Linked DNA regions of Gossypium hirsutum: region 2 is linked to region 1. Evidence: chromatin contacts called from public Hi-C data. All regions are on one chromosome and are shown on one strand. The core of a region is the stretch at or near the end of the contact, and the rest is flanking DNA. Distances in the headings are between cores, read along the strand shown.

Region 1 (6,341 bases), core at 1,383-3,882:
GTGATGATTCCGAATATGTAGGTGGTGACCCTGAATGGTGATGCCTCACTTTCATCTAAGAACCCTTCGTACATGATTGTGTTGTCGACAAGAGGTGACGTTGGCATCGCCGTTGTTGTTGTTTCTGTGTTCTGCCCTGGCGTTGTCGCCTCTTGCGATGACTTCTGGCTGCAAATTACCAACCGTTAAAAGAACTCTGGATAATTAATTATGTTGACAACAATGGTAATGTGTGGTGAAAGTAAGTGGAGGTTTCCGCATTAAGATTCAAAATATTTTGACTCTTTTATTTAAATAAATCGATAAATTAAATATTAAAAATTAAATTAATCTTTTTAATTAAAAATTTAATTTATTTCTACTATTAAAAATTAATATTATTAATAAAATAACTAAATATTTAGGTGATGTGTCACATTCTAATAATAAAAATAGATAAAAATGTTTTAAAAAATAATTTAATATTTAATATAAAGTATAAATATTAATTTAATCAATTTTTAAATAAAAAATAAAATATAATCCAAAACTAGTTCTACCATATTTTTACGTTAAATGTGTTGGGATTGGAAGCATGTAGTTTATGAGTATCTCCTACTTCCCGTTAGCAACGATGCCAATTATAGAACTTCAGAGTTCAGTGTGTCAGAGAATTTGGCTCAATTTGCGGGACGGGATCCGGTTCCACGAGAGATCGATGCGCTAAATTCAGATCCCCTGGAGCCCAGTTTTCATCTTCCAAGGACCATTAATTAGACAGCTATTCATTTAAATATGTCAGAACGCCTAAAAGGACCCTTATACCCCCAGCCTATCTTCAGTTGGGTTTGAGTCTTTTGTGTCTTGACTCTACCCTCAACGGTCAGATGTGCAAATTATTGTTGTTTGTCGCCGAGCCACGTGAAAAATTGGGCTGAGCTGACAGACCCTTCACGCCAACGTTCTTTTCGGGACAAAAGGCACTATTTAAAATTAAAAAAAAAACACCACTCCAGACTCTTTTAATTTTAAAATTAAATAAATTAATTCCTCTTAAAAAAATTAAATAATTTAATTCAACTAATTAAAATATTAATATTTTTATCAATTATACATAATTTTAATTATTATAATAAATTTAATTTTTAAAATTTATACATTCTTTTAAATTTGATCCTAATTTTATAAATTAATCTTATAATAATTATTTAAATATAAATATTGAGGTTAAATTTGTTAAATTTTTTAAATTGAAGCCAAATAAAAAAATTATGTAAATAAAATTAAATTTATCAAATCAATTAAAATTATGTATATTTAAAAAAATAAATTAACTTGTTGTCTTTATTTACTCATTTTTTAAATTAATAAAGATTAAATTAATTTAATTTTTTGAGATTTTTTTTGTGAGAGATAAATTTACTCAAATTTGGAGAAACCTAAGAATATTTTTGCCGAAAATTTTCGCTTCATTTTTAAATAATAATATATTTAATTGTTTTTAATTTTGCGAGTTTATATTAGCAAGCAGATGACATGATTAAATATTGTAAAAAGAAAAAGAAGAATAAAGAAAATGTTATCATTCTGTAATAAAAGAAAATTTACCTGGTGTTAGGTGAAGGACAGAAAGTAATGGAGTAATCGGCAGCATTGGCACATGTGAAGGTGCAGGTTTTATCATCATAGGCATAGCTGTAGGCGCGTGGGCAAGCTCTCTTAAAGACTTGGGAGTAGTAAGAAGGCTTGCAAGTAGCGGGTGTGGCATACGCGCCGCTGCAACAGTACTGAGGCTGGCGGAAGGCCTCGCAAGCACTCTTGCATGCGATGCCACCCCTGCCGTTACTGCTCATTATCCTAAGCTCCGAAGGACACAAGCCATTGAGATCCTCAACGCAGCCGGTGCTGCTACAATTTTGACCTTTGCCACCCTGAGGAACCACTAACATAGGAATGTTGTAACCGTCCACCAAACTCACATCAAAGAAATCAAGCCCACCAGCACCGTCCAAAGTAAATTCAGCCAAAGTGGCAGGCGGAGCAGCCCCATTCCCAGAACATTCAAGCTTCCCGGAGCCACAATCACCGGTGAGACATGAGAATTTTCCGTCGGAATCTTGCGAACAATGGGTTCTACCCCAAAAGCGACCGCCCCATGATGTGGGGGCGGTAATGGTTTTGGTTTCACCTCTTTGGAGGGTGAAACCTGTTGTAGCAAGTGTTGGAACACCAGCGTTTGAGAGAATTCCAGGCCATACCACATAATCGCATTTGTTTACTATGGTAAAGGTTGTTGCTTGAACTACATGGGACAGAGTAAGAACACAAATAGCGGCAATCAATGTTGGTTGGGACATAAAAGTTGGGAAGAAGAAGTGGAAGGTGTGGTGGATGGCCAAAACCCAGCAGATTGAGATTTCTTCTATTTGGGGGATTGGGTTGGGAAAGACTGAGTTCATGCAATTTATAACGTCATATACAGATGAAAGGTGGTCCAATTAAGTAGAAGTTGCTATTGGTACCGGCTCTATGTCTGTCTAACCCTACAGGATTTCCTTATTACATGGTAAAATCCCGATAATATGGGAAAAGATATGGGCGTAAAATTAATTATTCTTTGCCACATGAAAATAAAAAATTGGATTGATGGAGGTCCATATCGAAATTGTGGGTATCGATTTAGGTCTTAAATTATGTTGAAATTTTGAGTCATTGATGAATCATGCTGTCAATACCGGTCAAAGTAAAAAAACAATTTAAATTTTAAACCTAACCCACTCATTAATCTTTTAAAACCCCAAACCCAAACAATCTCCGCACACAATAAAAATCATACATTCATCGGCCAAAAATGAAATCATACCCCCTATAAAATTTCAAAAATAAAAAATGTCCCCAAAATATCTCCAAATTTTGAAAATTAACCCACAAGATATCAAAATTTTGGAGAAATTTCCAATTTTAGGTAAGCTCCATCACTTTATTTTTAATTTGTTAAATAAATAAATTATGTATTCTAAGCAATATGTTATTTTTAATTTAAATAATACATTTGTTTTTGCAGGTTTTAGCGTGATTATTAGAAATATTAGTAAGTATATGTGAACTCCAAATTTTAATGTCTTATGTTTTATTTTATATATTGACTATAAATATTTAAAATTTATCCACATTTATTTATTTTCTTTATGTTAATATAAGATTGATTATTAGTGTACAAATTAACACACTTTCTTTTTAAAATCCAAAAGTATTCACAATTTTACCTTACTAAAAAATCACATAAATATAAGCTCAAGTTCCATGCATGTTGATCGGCCATAATTTGATATGGTAAATTAGGCTTTCTCAATATACTTAAGGAATTTATTTTCAAGCAAAGTAATGTCTTTTTATTCATTTCAAGCTGTGTAGGGAACTGTTGGAGGTTGAAAATGAGCGAAAACAGCACTAAAGCAAAGGGTATCGCAATCTCCATACCTTGAAATTGCTATACCTCCAACAGGCTTGAAGATTGGAGACCACCTTTCAGTGGTATAGCGGTTCGACCCTCAAAGAAAACCCCCAAGTTCAAGATTGACTAGGGTATCGCGATATCCTCTTCTAGGTATTACTACACTAACATCTGAGGGGGACAAGATTGGAAAAAAAAGGTAGTCTTTGTCCACCCTATCCACCAATCACCCAATGCCTGTGTAGAGGCAATTTTGGCAACGAAATTTCATCAACATTCAGCCTAAAACAGCCAATTTTGGTTGAGGAGAGATATACGCATTAGTTTAGTTTTTAGCTTTAGTTTCTCTATGTTTTCTCTTAGTTTTTCTACAACTTTTCTAGGGTTTCTATTTTCTCTTCTTCTTTCTTAGTTTTAGAGTTTATTTTCTTGCACTTGCTTCTTGTTCTTAGTGTTAGTTAAGTTAGTTATCATTATATCTTAGGTTTATTTTCACTTTCAGTCTTTGTACCTTGTCTGTAAGACATTTCTAGTTTTAGTTTAATGTATTTCAGTTTCTTTTACTTTAAATCAGCTAAAGTTTGTTCCTTTTATATTTTTTACCTTATATTCTGGTTGAATGCCCTTAGTTTCATGTTCTTTAAGTTTTATGGTGTAAAAATCCAAACTTTTATATTTTTCTTAAGCTTTATTTTGATGGTTTCTTTGCTTTTCATTTACATGTCCATTATTTTTATTTTCAGCATGAATAGCTAAACCTCAACAGGGGTTGGTTATTGGATATGAGAGTAAGCTGACTTTTTGGACAATGATCTAAATCGTAATAAATTGGACTAAATTGAATAGACCTAAAAACTTAGGAATTGACTCCCTAAGGGAATTTCTAGACAAGTGAGACCGAGAGGTAATCTTGTTGTGCACCAATTCATTAGTCCTAGATTAGCCGATGAGATCGAGAAATAAGTCGGATTAATTTGTTTAAGTTGATAAAATTGAGATCGAGAGATAAAATAGAGTCACTTAGTAATTTAAGCGATTTAAGTCCGTTATTCGAGGACCAGCGAACCAGACGTGTCACTACATAGTAAACATCTATCTTTAAAATTGTTTCTTGCGTAAACCTTGTAAAATTGTAGTGTTGAAGTTATCTTCAATACAATGGAAGAAATAAAGTATAAGACAAATGGAGAACAAGTTATTGTAAGATATCTTCATTAATCCAAATATGATACTTTAAAATCATTCCATAACTTTAATAAAACTTTATAAAAACATAGTTTGTCAAACATAAGTTTATATACAAATCATTCTCAAAATACAACTATCATCATCCCCCATTTATCATGTATAGATTTAATAAACAGATATTTCATAGAAGCAGATGTCCTCTGGCGTAGTCCTACAAAAAGTCATCCTTTAACAAAAAGCTTGATATAAAAAGGGGTAACTTAGTAAGTTCGAAAGAACTTAGTGTGTTCCATGGAAATCTTAAGTAAAGATACTAATAACACAGTTCAATCTTGCAAAGGAATCACTTATAACCACAGAGTACGCCTACAGGCGTGTACAGAACTCAAACAGACTCAGTACGCCAATGGTGTGTCACATGGGCGAATTCTATATGCCAACACAATCATAACACAGACATTCCATTTTCATGTCAGCGACATACCTAAAATTCAAAGTTAGATTCGTATCACATGTTTCCGTTTCATTCATATACATTCTCTCCTAATAGCTCCCCATTTCAGAATCATTCAGTAGCATGTTTAATTGTCCTATGTCAATTCAACTTGAAATATATATATGCCATACCAGAGGCTACACAACATATTTCCTTTAACTCTATTTCCATGGATCGGTTCATATCATATCATTCATTTTAGAAGCAGATGGTAGTGGTTTAAAATGAAAATTACTCATACTTCTTATCCCAAACATACAGAACTCGAACTAATGACTTTGGCCAGACAACCATTATACACACACATATATTGACCATCCTTTATAGAGTAAGAATGCTTACCTTACAATATTATAAAATAAATATAATCACAACCCATGGATGTAAGCATATGTTTATGTGTATGTTTGATACGACTTCAAGGTTACCTTTTTAGGCATCATCTAAGGATTCAACTTATTAAATTATTAAGTATAACATATGTTTATGTCAACAACTTAGTATTTTAATAAGTAATGTAACAGTTCGATTTTGGGCCTAGTCGGAACAGTAGTTTCTGAACCACAAATATGACGTTAGAGAAATTATTTTTATATTATTTTATGTGTTATAGCATGATTATATGAGTGTTTGAAATTTTTGGTGAATTAATTTTAGTGATTGCATGCTTAATTTTGAAAAAGTACTAAATCGCATAAAGTGCGAAAGTTTTGTTCTACTAACTAAAGGTGTCAAATAGCTATGGAACATTAAAGTAGAGGTCTTTAGTGAGTAAATAGACCACAAATTTGTTAGTGGCTAGACATGGAGCCTTAATTCATGGAATAGTCAAATGTTAGGTGACTTAATTGATAATAAAATAATAAACCTAAAGGCTAGCTATCATCTTTTTCATTCCTTCACTTCACCACCGAAAATTACAGTAAAAAAGGGGGTTTTGAGAGCTCAAAATTTTAGCAACTTCTATCCCTTGCAAGTAAGTGGTTTTGATGGTCTTTCTTGATGATTTTTTGTATTTTCAGGACCCTTATAGTATAAGATAACTAATGGGGGACTATTTTGCAAAATGGTTGAGAGCCTAGAGTGTTTCCATTTTAGTACTCATGTTGTTTGCTAAATTTTTATGGAAGAAAATGAATCGTGGTTGTTAAATAAACAACTTTAGTGAAGTGGTTTTCATGAAAAACCCCTAAAAGGGATCATTTTATACAAGTTATAAAATAG
Region 2 (6,341 bases), core at 2,202-4,701, 360 kb before region 1:
AAAAGAATCGGATTGTTTCCGAATGGGTTCCAATGGATGTTTTGGGCTTAGTAGGCTCTTATTAAGGAGTTTATAAATAAAATTGAAAAAGTTTTAATTTGACCATGTTTTAGTGTTATGAAAATGTCTATATGCATAAGTTTAAGTTAGGTAATGCTTCATATTCCGACTCGACGTGGGGCACGGGTGTGGGGTGTTACACATATATACCAACAGATTATTTATCATTTCATCTTATTCACATAAATACTTTATTTAATTTCTTGATATAATTTCGGATGCACCCTCATGGTATTTGCATATAAATTAACATACCAAAATCATGTCTCATATTGACATCAATATTTCATATCAATTCAATATATGTTCAAAATACGATTTTTATATTTTAATCTCTATTAACCAAATCGGATACAAGAATAAATACATAGATCAATTCAACATCACACCAAATATGCATTGAAGTGCTAATCGGACATAAATGCTCTGATCCAACCAGCCATGCCAAAATATGCTTGTACCCCAAGGTATTTCAGTTGTTGATACATTATCGACCCCCGAGGTATTAAAGAACTATCAAAATATGTATGCACATAGTGCTAAATCTCCCACCTATCAATATAGACCTTATGACATGCGAGCTATACCTGTGATTTTATCTGAAAACATTAAGAGCAGGAATCCCATTATTAATCATCACATAATATATAAAGAAAGTATATACATATACAAATCACATACCAATGATCATAATTACAAAATCAGGTATATAAGCATCTTTCAAATAAAACCATATTGATAGTTTACTATTTTCAATCTTTTGACAATTCAATCATATATATTTATTTATTTATTTTACGAACTCGAATTATGAGAGCATAAACCATATTAGCCATTCGTTAATGGTTTTGGATTTCCCTTTATCCTAGGATGGTCCTACATCAATTTTAGCTGTGAAATTAAATCTGAATACAAAAAAATTTATTAATCACACAATTCAAATACAAACCAACACATTATATACATGAATGCATTTTATTTGATTTAGTCCTCGGATTCCTAATGTCCAAAACGTTCGTATCTCACAATTTATCCGATCGAATTTAAAATTAACTTCATTAATATAGTATAGGGACCTCATGATACTATTATGTTCTATGCAACCTCAAACTTCCTTTCTTTTACTATTAAGGAATCAACTAAATTACCTAAATGAAAATTACACTTAAATCAATAATCTCTTATCACATTTTTAACTCATTCCTGTCATGATTTCAGCTAAACTCAAACATGCATGTAATTAAACTCTAAACATTCAAGATTCTCAAAACTTTACACGATTAAAAATTGATTAATTAACGATTCTACATCTTAGGCTCTCATTAACTAGTATTAATTATCCATAATTCAACTTACTAATTTCTTTGTTGTTTGCTACGAAAATGAAAAAAGAAAAGAACAAAGTTTTTCTTTGGGTTGGATGGTAAAGGGGATAGGAGAATGAGAATGAAGCTAAGACGTTTTCACTCCTCTTTCCCACTTTATTAACTTAATTAATTAAAATTATTAAACCAAAATCAATGGTTATCAAGCAATAATCAAAACAATGGTGGGATCCAACGGTTGCATACATTCCAAGCGACTACCCTTTATTTAATGATGGTAGAATTGCTAATTAATTACCACTGAAAGACCTATTAAGTCTAAACTAATTTTCATTTAATTCAATAAAACCTAACAATTCAACCTTCCGTATTCATACTCAACACGTAATTAACCTATTTGAATTATTTACTAACTCAACTCAATTTATTCAATCTAAAACCAAATTTTTACGACACCGTTGAAAACTGAATCGTTACACCTTATCCTTTCCTTAATTTCAAGGTAGTTCAATAATCAAAACCCTAAATTAATCTCGACACTCATGAATATAAAGATACTACCAAAAAATACCGTGAAAATGAATTTTTTTTAAATACTTATTGTAGAAATATTTTTTTTCACCATATTCAAAAATTAAAAAAAAAAACATTCTCTTTTCATTATTTCTCAAATTGTGCATTTTTTAAATATTAAACGACCTCAACACTAATTGATGTTGAGGTTCATGTGGTTAATTTTACCCTAGCCTCGTATTCATATGTATTGAGGTCAGGGTTCTTTACCAAAAAATTTGAGAGAATTTGATTTCCATAATTTGGGACATGATGAGATGATGTTATATAATTTCAACAGTTACAGGTGTTGAGGTTAAGCTTTTTTTTCAAAGATATTTTTGAGAATCTTATACTTGTATCGATACAAATTTAACTTGTAGTACCTAACATTTGTTGTCAAGGGTGGTTTTGATTTAGTTCAATCAGATTTTTTAAATTTTCTGAACCATCCATCATAATTCGGTTTAGTTCGATTTGGTTCTCAATTTTTTTATATGAATTTATTGTTTTTATTTTTTGACTTATTTTGATAAAATGAGGTTTATTTTATGACTTTTAAATATTATTTAAAAAATTAGATCTTTTTCATAAATATTTCTCAAAAACAATAATTCTTTAAGAACTTTTAAATTATTAACTATTTTAAATATAAAATATTTATTTTTATATCATAAAAACTAAAATTAATTATATGTAAATAAAAAATAAAATTTAATTCAATTTCGGGTCATTGTGATTTTTTAACTTATATTCGATAAACTATCTAAATATCTCGATTTGAGTTGATTTTTATTCTTAGCCCTAGTGAGGGTTAACCTTCATCTTTTATTGTTTTTCCCTATGCTCCTGAAATTTGGACTCTTAAAATTACAAAAAAAATTTAATATCCATTTGACTCTTTAATCTATACCTTATCTCACAATGCAGCATATCTATATTCATGATATAGTCATGTTTACATTATCTTTTTCATGAACACTATCATATGTTATTTTATAACATAGTTTATTTTTTTCCCTTGGGAGTTTTCTAACAAGCTAATGGCCCAATCATAAATGTTGCTTAAACAAGAAGACAAATATTTGAATGAGATGATGAAGAAATTCTACTTTGGATGTCAAAGCACTTGGATGGTTAGAAGAAGTTGCAGAATACTTGGGTTGGTCCATAAACAATTGCATAAGGGATAGGGAAGGAAGCAAAAGGAGAGGTTAGTGCAGAGGCAATCAACAATGGTCCCCTATTTTGTGGACGGTCCCGATCGGAGAAAAGAACAAAAAGAGTAGACTTTTAGCTCACTGCCAAAAAGGAGTCAGAGGGAGAAAAAGGTGTTTCTTCGGGAAAGGACATTCACAGCCTTTAATCTGGGCCCAGCAATTGACCCCCAAAGCCCATCCCCTGTCTTCATCACTCCCCCAAAAGACAAAATCCACATTCATCTTTCATAATCCCAAATGCTCAAAATAATAATAAGATATATATGGTATAATATTTTTACCAAGCTCAACCTAGTGAATTTGACAGTTTTTCCGAGTGATTTTTTTCTTTCAGAAAAAGAAAAAACAACTGGCGTCTGACAGTAATGCAGTGGGCAGCTGCATTTATAATAGGGCCAATCTTTAGAACCGGCAGATCACGCCGTCAAACCAGATGAGTATAGTACCCTTAGCAATTCACAGTCTCTAAGCCCCACGTAAAATAGTAACCTTCATCAACTCCGTCCCGAGTTAACGTTTCAATCGTTCTTCCTGCTGCCATGGGGACCCTCCCTCCCTCCCTCCCTCATGTTTGACTCACAGAGCTGACAAGCTTTAAAAACTAGTAAATTCAACGTTAACCCTTTCTGTGTTCTACCATTTTCAATTCCATGTAGTGTACGATGCGAACCATGGGCCATCGTATTGCCGTGTCTTTAGCGGTTTCATGCAATCCAGACTCCGCCCTTTCACACACTCTCTCCCTGACTTTTTCAGAGTTCAGATTTTGTATTTGTTTATTTCATATCCAACATTTGATGCTTTGGGAACTACGATCCTCTTTGCGACCCAATATACAGTACAACTCTATTTAACGTAGTGAGCTACTGATAGTAAAGCCTTCACCTCTCTCTGAGCTCAGGAAAAGAGAAGAACACTGAAATGAGAAGCTTTTACAGTTATCTTCTCTGTGTTTTCTCGACTCTTCTACTACTCTTCTCAGCCATCGTCTATGGTTCCAGTGATCTTGAAGTTCTGTTGCTGCTCAAGTCTTCAATGATTGGACCCAAAGGTTTGGGACTCGAGAACTGGGAATTCTCTTCATCTCCATCAGCACATTGCCGTTTCTCTGGTGTTCAATGCGATGAGGATTTCAGTGTTGTTGCTCTGAACGTGTCGTTTGCTCCTCTCTTTGGCACTATTCCTCCTGAAATTGGGCTTCTCAACAAGCTAGTCAACCTCACTATTTCTTCCGATAGTCTTACGGGGAGGATTCCTGTGGAGATGGGTAATTTGACTTCTCTTAAGATATTCAACATCTCCAACAATGTTTTCCAAGGCAGTTTCCCTGGAGAAATCTTTGCAGGCATGATTCACCTCGAGACTCTCGATGCTTATAACAATAACTTCACGGGTGTTCTTCCCATTGAGGTCGTCAATCTTAAATATCTCAAGCATTTATCTTTCGGAGGCAACTTTTTCATGGGAGAGATACCGGAGGAGTACTCTGAAATCCAGAGCTTGGAATATTTGGGTCTTAATGGCATCGGTTTAACAGGGAAAACTCCTGCCTTTTTGGCTAGTTTAACAAACCTCAAATACTTGGTAATCGGATACTTCAACGCCTACGTTGGAGGCATTCCACCTGAGTATGGGTCATTGAGTCAACTCGAACTTCTCGACATGGCAAGCTGTAACCTAACCGGTGAGATTCCTTCGAGTTTGAGCAATTTGAAACACTTGCACTCCTTGTTCCTTCAACTCAACCGTCTCACCGGCCGTATCCCTTCTCAACTCTCTGGTTTAATCAGCTTGAAATCACTTGATCTTTCTATAAATGAACTCACAGGGGAGATACCGGACAGTTTCTCTGCTTTGAACAACATTACGCTTATAAATTTGTTCAAAAACAATCTCTACGGTTTGATACCGTCATTCGTAGGCGATTATCCTCATCTTGAAGTGTTTCAGGTGTGGGGAAACAACTTTACGTTTGAATTGCCCCAGAATCTGGGGCGCAATGGGAAGCTTTATAAGCTTGACGTTGCTTCGAATCACCTCACTGGATTGATTCCTCGGGATTTATGCAGGGGGGGGAGGTTGGAGACGTTGATTATGATGGAAAATTTCTTCTTTGGTCCACTCCCTGAAGAACTTGGCAACTGCAAGTCTCTTACCAAGATTCGTATCATGAAAAACCTTCTCAATGGGACGATTCCAGCTGGGATTTTCAACTTGCCATTGCTGAGTATTATGGAGTTAGGCGACAATTTCTTCTCCGGTGAACTTCCATCACATATGTCGGGTGCTTCGCTTGGTCAGTTAAAAATTTCAAACAATTGGATCAGTGGAAAAATTCCTCCGGCAATCGGCAATTTGCGGAGTTTACAAGTTTTGTCTCTTGAAATGAACAAGTTTTCAGGTGAAATCCCCGGAGAGATCTTTAATATCAAATTGCTTTCAAAGATGAACATCAGTGATAACAATATTACTGGTGAAATCCCACCTTCTATCTCTCGATGCACTTCTCTTACTTCCATTGATTTCAGTCGGAACAGTTTCACTGGTGAAATTCCCGACGGAATCGACGAGCTCAAAGATTTAAGCATTCTCAATTTTTCAAGGAACCAGCTAACTGGTGAAATTCCGGCTGAAATCCGTAACATGATAAGCCTCACAACTCTTGATCTCTCGTATAACTGTTTGGTGGGCAGAATTCCCATTGGCGGTCAATTTTTAGTCTTCAATGATAGCTCGTTTACTGGAAACCTCAATCTCTGTCCTCGTCACGTCAATTGCCCATCTTTGGCAAACCAAACTAGAGGTTCAGGTCATGGTCACGCAGTATCCTTCACTGCTTCAAAGCTCATAATCACAATCATTACGTTTATGATAGCTTTGCTACTGATAATCATCACGGTTTACAGAATTAGAAGGAAGAGGCTTCAACAATCACGAGCCTGGAAGCTTACTGCATTCCAAAGGCTGGATTTCAAAGCTGAGGACGTGCTGGAGTGCTTGAAGAATGAGAATGTTATAGGCAAAGGTGGAGCTGGGATTGTCTACCGCGGTTCAATGCCGGATGGTCTCGATGTTGCGATTAAAAGATTGGTGGGCGGAAGAAACGATCGTGGATTCTCGGCAGAGATTCAAACTCTGGGTCGAATTAGGCATCGAAACATCGTGAGATTGTTGGGTTATGTTT

The links. Hi-C and Micro-C count contacts between places; a contact is called where the count stands out from the background.
Region 2: a Hi-C map of leaf shows a contact between it and region 1, with 2.6 times the contacts expected there. The contact joins the promoter of LOC107951343 here to the promoter of LOC121208538 in region 1. A contact is called at or near these places in 2 of 34 Hi-C or Micro-C datasets (callus and leaf).

What each region holds. Positions count from the first base shown.
Region 1 is chrA02:29,461,025-29,467,365 of Gossypium_hirsutum_v2.1, reverse strand. It overlaps LOC121208538 (thaumatin-like protein 1), which reads right to left and starts at 2,632. Exons shown (of 2, transcript XM_041079477.1): 1 at 1,588-2,632; 2 at 1-168. The coding sequence starts at 2,438.
Region 2 is chrA02:29,825,513-29,831,853 of Gossypium_hirsutum_v2.1, reverse strand. It overlaps LOC107951343 (receptor protein kinase CLAVATA1), which reads left to right and starts at 3,451. Exons shown (of 2, transcript XM_016886352.2): 1 at 3,451-6,341. The coding sequence starts at 4,079.